Linked DNA regions of Mus musculus: region 2 is linked to region 1. Evidence: chromatin contacts called from public Hi-C data. All regions are on one chromosome and are shown on one strand. Each heading gives the region's core, a stretch centred on a gene start, on an enhancer-like site or on the middle of the called end of the contact. The rest is flanking DNA. Distances are from core to core; before and after follow the strand shown.

Region 1 (3,384 bases), core at 520-3,019:
TCTTGGAATGTACCAGGCCAAGGCACACTACCCCCATCCCCCATGCCCTTCGAAAGCCTTGGTTCATAGGACAGGAGAACTTTCCATCAGCTTATTTAGACAGAGCATGCCTCTCACCAGCCCTGGTGAGCTTTGTTGCATCTCAGGAAAGGCAGTGGGGTGGGGAGCAGCTTTCATTTCTAAGGTGCATATAGGGAAAGCTCTATAAAACAAAGAAAAAAAAAGATTCCACGAAAACACACGAAAAAGAGGCATTCACTCTTAAAGAGAGCTCCCAGTCTGGCTCATCCTCTGAGGCAAAGAATCTGATTCCAAAGACCACCAGCCACACAGCACTCCATAGCCAAGCACTTCAGCCTGTAAATGCCTGAGGACATTCTGGAGTCAGAACTCCAGATTCACATCAAGCCCGAGGCTGCCACCTTTTCTCCTAATGGTGCCAACACACCCCTTGCTTGTAAAACACTACGTGCCAGGCTAGCAGGCTGTCTCAGATTGGGCAAGATAAGAAGGCAGAGGCTTTGGGGGTAAGCAGACACACTGAAAAACTGGGTTAAGAGGCCCCGCTTTTCACGTCCAGGGTGTTGGCAGCTTTGGGCCATGACAGAGATTGCCCAGTTGCTGATTTGATCTTTTTTGTTCCTCATTCGCTCCTCATTATAAGGGGAGCTGCTGTCCCCACTTTAGAGAAGTGGAAACTAAGGTCCATAGAAGTTACATATTTTCCTGACACATTTATGTTGTAGTGGCACTAGTGGGAATGCCCAAGCCACTTCTAGGGTCAAACCCCAACCTCTTATTCCCCCTGTCACAACGATGGCATAGAGGAATCTCTGTGCTCTTTCCAAAGTTCACCAGGGAAGGGAATATGTTACTGGGGTTCTGGGATAAAGTGTCAGGAGGGAGGCCGATTTGGGAGCAATATGGGGTTCAGATGCCTCCAAACCTTCTACACATGCCCCACCTGAGGTCTCTGAATCAGGAGGATGGCACCCTGCTTCAAGAACCCACAGACGTGCCCACCAGTTTCATCTTACAGCCTGTGGGCTTTTCATCCGTGCCCAGAACTCATCTCCTAGCTCTGGTATCCAGCTCTTATCTTTCCCCAGAGTGGACACTGAGGATCAAATGGGACAAGAGGGGAACGAAAACTGTCAAGTGCTGAGACTGTGTAGATGCACGGTTGTGTTCTCCCTACTACGGGTACGTGGTACTCATCCCACCCAAGTGCTGTGAGTGAATGCCACTTTAAAATGCAACTTCTCTAACGCTCCAAAAGGGGAAAATCCACAGGTGAGAATCAACGAGGTAAAAGGGTAAGAGTTAAAGTAAGACATTTCCTCCAAAGAAAGGCAGAGACAAAACTTTACCAAAAGTTCCCTGAGTTCCTCTGACTATTGACAGATCCATACCAAATACATGACCGCAGGAGGGCAAGCACAGAATAATCGGGCCGCATCTGATCACACCGGGCTTGGAAATTAAACAAAAGTTTTATAGTTACAAACCCACATCTTACTGGGTACCGGGAATGCCAGGAGCACACCAGAAAGATCCTGGGTGATGGGATCAACAGACTCACCTTTTCCAGGTCGGGAAAAGCAAAGTCTCTGGGTGCACCAGCTCCGTGAAGAAGTACCTGGGTTAAGCCACAACGAGTTCCCAAGCGCGCGGTCCCTAGCGTCTTCCCAGCCACTGTCTGTGCCCACCAGAGGCTAGGGTGTGTGTCTGCGCGCGGGAGAGACGCGTGACAGTAGGCAGGCTGTGGCCGGAGCAGCCAGCTTTGGCAGGCTTATATAGGGAGCTCCTTCCTCTGTAATGGGACGCCTCGCCTCCAGACATCCTTTCCCACTTTTTTTTTTTTCAGTTGGTGAGTTAAAGGCACAGCCCTCCCAGCGGAACAGGGTTAGCTCATGAAAGACGCACTCACTCCAGGCGCGCCGCCAGCTAACGGACCATTTGCATACAATTTATAGTGAAGAAAAAAAAAAGTAGGAATTTCAGCTCCCTCCGCCCCCGCAGAGTAGTTGTTAGTGAAGTGTGATTTTTGCATTGCTCCACAAATGAGTATTCTAATTGTGAAACAGAAGCCTTGGGAACTGGGATATGAGGGAACTGGATCCTGGCGCTGCTCCTGGACTAGAGCAAGCTGGAAACACGACCTGGGTTCCCTCAGGCTCTGGGCAGCAGCTGCGGGGTGGCACCTCGGAGAAAGCCTGAGGGCTGAACCTGAGTTCCTGGAAAGAGGAGATCGAGGAGAGTTGAGCAAGCCCGGGGCAGTTCAGGTTTCTCTTGGCCAGCTTGGAGATAACCCAAGATTAGTTCTCAGCAGGTGGGAACCATACTGGGAGCTTAGAAAAGTGAGCTTTTCTGAAGCAGGACCCAGCGGTGCCCAGCTGCCTGGAGGAATCTTTATCCAGATCCCAATGTCCCCTCAGGAGTCACTTTTTGACATTGTTTATGCCACATACTAAGTGCTTTCTACTTAGTAGGGTCTACTAAGTAGGGTGTAGTACTTAGCTCAGGGTGTACTCCTGAGCTCTCAGTGTACCTAGGTGCTGAGTGAAGACTTTTTTTTTTTTTTCTTAGAGAAGCACTAATATATTTCAAAAGGTAACACTATTTAGGTTGAAGTCCTCATTTAGCATGTTAAAGTATCCCCAAGGCACCTGGGGCCAAGCTCAGCTCACGGTACTTCTGGGCTTGTTTGGGACAGTGCTTATACCCTGCAATTTAGAGAAGCAGTTTAATGCCATCAAGGAATTGTGCCTGGGAAGCACTTAGAATTCATGGCTCCATGACACATTGGTGACCAGAAACAGTGAGTGATGCTTAAGTAGGAAACTGTCACCCATGACAACAGACACAGCTGCTTTGCTGGACTGTGGAAAATGCATCTCTTTGTTCTGTAATTTAGAAGAGACTTCTGATGTTTTAATTAACAACTATTATCGGAAATTTCAACCATCCACTTACTGATTGATACCATCCTTCAGCCTTTCTCATAACATTTAGTTTCAATCTCCCTGGGAGAATAAAGCAAGACAAAATTAGGCTATCCCTAGGGTGGCACCGATTCCAGGACTCGAAGACTGCCTGCTTAAGTGTTCCCTATCCCCCCCCCCCCCACACACACACACACACACACCGCTCAGACATCAGGAACAGCCATAAATAGTCATGTCGTAAAACGACTCATTTGAACTTTTAAACCATTTGGGCTGATTCAGATGTTGGTTGCTTTGGGAATTTTTTCATTCTGCGTGTTAGCCAAAACATATTTCAGTGGCACAAGCCTGTCTTTCCACCAGTAGTGAATGCTTCCACGCCTCTAGGCTTTCCTAAGCAGACCCAGGCTACCTCTTCTCAGTTAGCAGAGAAAGT
Region 2 (3,805 bases), core at 298-2,797, 77 kb after region 1:
TTTAAAAATATTTTGGAATGACTTAATTCTAAGAAAAGAAATCCAGTGATAAGGAATGACCAATTGTAATTTCTTTTTGGTGGACTCCTTGGAAATTGAGTTATAGGTGGTTATAAAATGCCTCATGAGTTTTGTGAATTGAAATTGAACTTGGATCTGTTGGAAGTGTAATTTCTTTTCTTTTTTATTAGGTATTTTCTTCATTTACATTTCCAATGCTATCCCAAAAGTCCCCCATACCCTCCTCCCCAACTCCCCTACCCACCCACTCCCACTTCTTGGCCCTGGTGTTTCCCTGTACTGAGGCATATAAATTTTGCAAGACCAATGTGCCTCTTTTTCCACTGATGGACAACTAGGCCATCTTCTGATACATATGCAGCTAGAGACACGAGCTCCGGGGTACTGGTTAGTTCATATTGTTGTTCCACCTAAAGGGTTGCAGATCCCTTTAGCTCTTTGGGTATTTTCTCTAGCTCCTCCATTGGGGGCCCTGTGATCCATCCAATAGCTGACTGTGAGCATCTACTTCTGTGTTTGCTAGGCCCAAGAATAGCCTCAAAAGAGACAGCTATATCAGGGTCATAATGAAGTACTACTCAGCTATTAAAAAGAATGAATTTATGAAATTCCTAGGCAAATGGATGGAGCTGGAGGGCATCATCCTGAGTGAGGTAACCCAATCACAAAAGAACTCACCTGATATGTACTCACTGATAAGTGGATATTAGCCCAGAAACTTAGAATACCCAAGATATAAGATACAATTTGCAAAACACATGAAACTCAAGAAGAATGAAGACCAAAGTGTGGATACTTTGCCCCTTCTTAGAAGTGGAAACAGAACACCCATGGAAGGAGTTACAGAGACAAAGTTTGGAGCTGAGACGAAAGAATGGATCATCTAGAGAGTGCCAGATCCATGTAGATCCATCTAGATCCATCCCATAATCAGCCTCCAAATGCTGACACCATTGCATACACTACCAAGATTTTGCTGGAAGTGTAATTTCTGTTTGTATAAAGTAACACTGTCTTGTGAAATCGATGAAATGGCCCACCCAACTTTAAAATTACTGTTGCTAATATAATTCATTGCGCATATAAAAAGATGTGCAGATGATAAAGCCTAACCCTACTCCTTGGGTTCTTGTATTCATTGCTGAATCAGGCCTGCACCAGGATTATAAGTTCTACATATACAGAGCAGTACACTGAAACATGGAGATGGGAAATACCTAGCCATCCTTAGCAGAGCTGATTTTATAGCTGCTTCTTCCAATTGGGGGCCCCAATGGGTCTTCATTCAATGTACTTCCCTGGAGTTTGCACCCAGACAGATCCAGGGAGAATATGCCAGAGCTTGAAGAAAAGACTGGAATGGCTTGAAGATCTGTTGCACATTACTACTGAAGTTGTAGTTTACCATGTCTGGACAGCTTTCTTGAGCTTGGTGCAAAATGGAGGACACTCGTAGCAGGGCTTCCTCTTCTCAGTCTGATCTGGGGAGCATGTAAAGAATCCCAGAGCCTGAGAACAGAAGGATGACCAGCTTGTTAAGCAGCTGCTGTGCCCAATGCAGATAGAGAAGCTGCATTGCTATGCTTATCGGAGTCTGAGCTCAGCATTTAAGTCTGTTGCTTGGCAAATGAAAGAAAACACACAAATGCATAGAAGCAGAAACACACACACACATACACACACAATCACACTACAGTCCACATGTGATATCAAGTGCATCTCAGAAAATTTCCCAGCGTCCAGTGAGATGCTCAGATGTGGTATTCAAATGAACACTCTCTAGTTTCTCAGCCAAGTCTCCAACTCTGCCCCCCCCCCACTATATTACAAATACCTCTTAGCTCATGTACATCTTGAATTTGTCAAGGACTAATTACAGGAAAGTATATTTTGAGAGGTAGAAGAATGCATGGAGCCTTGTGATTCTTTCCTTGAGGAGAGTAAAATTTTTATGAGTGTTGAATGACAAAACATTCAGACCAGATGGAAATCAAACATATCCAACCATGTTGGAGAAGGAGTTTGCTGGCTATTTCTAGATGAGAAAAAAAAATGAACTCCTGTTTCTCAGTTGTTTGCTTTAAACAGTTATCTTAAAATTGATAACATTTTCTTTGGTATTTTTTATAGGTCCTGAAACAAGAGATTTGGAAGTTGAGATTTTTACATCCATCAGAGGCACAGAGGGAGCACAGACTGGGGCAGAGAGGGAACCAAGGCATGACTCAAGGGATGCTATTGAGTCATAGCAGACAGAGACTCTTCAACCTTGTAAATGAAGTCATGCTTTGTCTGCAATCAGAGAAAGTACAAATGCCTGGTTTTGATTTCTTTTTCTTCTTTTATTAGCTTTAAAATGCTAACTAGATCCCCCTCTTCCAGTTCCTCACTTTACCTCCCATTAGGTCTGGGGCTCAATTCCATTTGAAGGAGGTAGAGATCTGGCAATAAGGGATTTACTTCATGTTTCACATTTGAGTCCACTTTTTACAACTTGCTTGTAAAGTTCTGAGAGCTGGTCTAGTGGCGGAAAGGCTGAAGCAGTCCAATGCTAAATGTAGCACTCTAAGCTCCTCGCCTCTTTCTGACATCAGAAGGCAGGGGTCTTTCCTAGAGGCAATGCAGGCTCCTTGTTATTTCTTATGTCAGCACATATGTCTTTTCTGCCAGATGTCAGACCCAGTGAATCACAAAAGCAAAGCAGCTGGCTTGGGGCAGTGGGTAGCCATGGAGAGCAGAGGTAGAATCAACGCCTTAGTAGCCAGGAGCAGGAGCCATTCAGAGTCTACTCCACGGGTAAGACCTTGGAGTTTCTGCTTCTTTTTTCTTTCTTTTTCAGTGTTGATATTTGGAGGTGATAGATGAGAGGTAGTGGGCTCCTTGTAATGTTCCTTACCCATGTGGAGTATAAGAATGAATTTCAACTATGGTCCCTTGCACATAATTTTGATAGTTCTATTTTTAATGTAGTATTTAAAACCTCTGATTTTGAGAAGTAATTTGAACTAAACAGATAAATGCAAAGAGATGCCAATGGAATATGAAGCTTCATCTGCTTAAAGCAGATAACATTCAGGAAAACATACAATAGTCTGAATTCCACCCGTACATCTCAGACATTCATTCCTCATAGCTGCCAGACCTTTATCTTCAATCACTGAAAGGATTTATTTTTTATAAAAATTTGACGAAAGAGTTCATATATATGTACTAATTCAACAGAGGTCTATTTTTTTAATTATACATCAAACATGATTTTTGGTTCTTGAAGTCCCTCTAAAACTAGACAAGACATACATTCTTCTGTTTTGATACTTATTTCCAATCTAGTGTTATACTGTTGTACAATTAATTTTGTTAGGAAGGAAACCAAGTGTTGATGTAATTACAAAGCTAACGTAAGGAGTGGTGATCTTCAGACCGCATGGGAAGGAAAAGTTTCTCCCCTGTGGTTGATGTCTTGGAAAGAGAGGAGTAAAGACTTTGCAGGTGACATTGATGTGTGACAGTGAGAGTCACTTTTTCAGTATTTATCCATGTAATAATTTACCTATCATCTACCAGCAACTATATGTCTATCTAACTATCATCAGTCAATCAATTTTTTTCATACCAGTCTACCAACATCTATTTGTCTACCATCTCTATCTATCTATGTATCTATGTATCTATCTATGTATGTATATATGTATGTATGTATCTATTTATCTATCTATCTATCTATCTATCTATCTATCTATCTATCTATCTATCATCTATCTATCTATCTATCTATCTATCTATC

The links. Hi-C and Micro-C count contacts between places; a contact is called where the count stands out from the background.
Region 2: a contact with region 1 is called in a Hi-C map of cortical neurons, with 1.7 times the contacts expected there. The contact joins the enhancer-like site here to the promoter of Tnc in region 1. A contact is called at or near these places in 2 of 39 promoter capture datasets (hippocampal neurons and macrophages), 6 of 484 Hi-C or Micro-C datasets (the AML12 cell line, adipose-derived mesenchymal stem cells, cortical neurons and 3 more) and 2 of 115 datasets of contacts at active chromatin or transcription factors (embryonic fibroblasts and neural progenitor cells).

What each region holds. Positions count from the first base shown.
Region 1 is chr4:64,045,167-64,048,550 of GRCm38.p6, forward strand. Tnc (tenascin C) reads right to left here and starts at 1,770. Exons shown (of 27, transcript NM_001369211.1): 1 at 1,583-1,770. The region is part of intron 4 of 8030451A03Rik (a long non-coding RNA gene); the gene reads left to right.
Region 2 is chr4:64,122,329-64,126,133 of GRCm38.p6, forward strand. It overlaps 8030451A03Rik (a long non-coding RNA gene), which reads left to right. Exons shown (of 12, transcript XR_881356.2): 8 at 2,152-2,328; 9 at 2,692-2,817. Among named protein-coding and RNA genes, the nearest start is that of Gm31115, 30 kb to the right of the region's middle. Within about 2 kb of position 1,548, at least 10 of the 459 cell types and tissues checked have an H3K27ac peak or open chromatin away from gene starts, as enhancers often do. A contact at or near this core is called in cortical neurons, where this site is marked.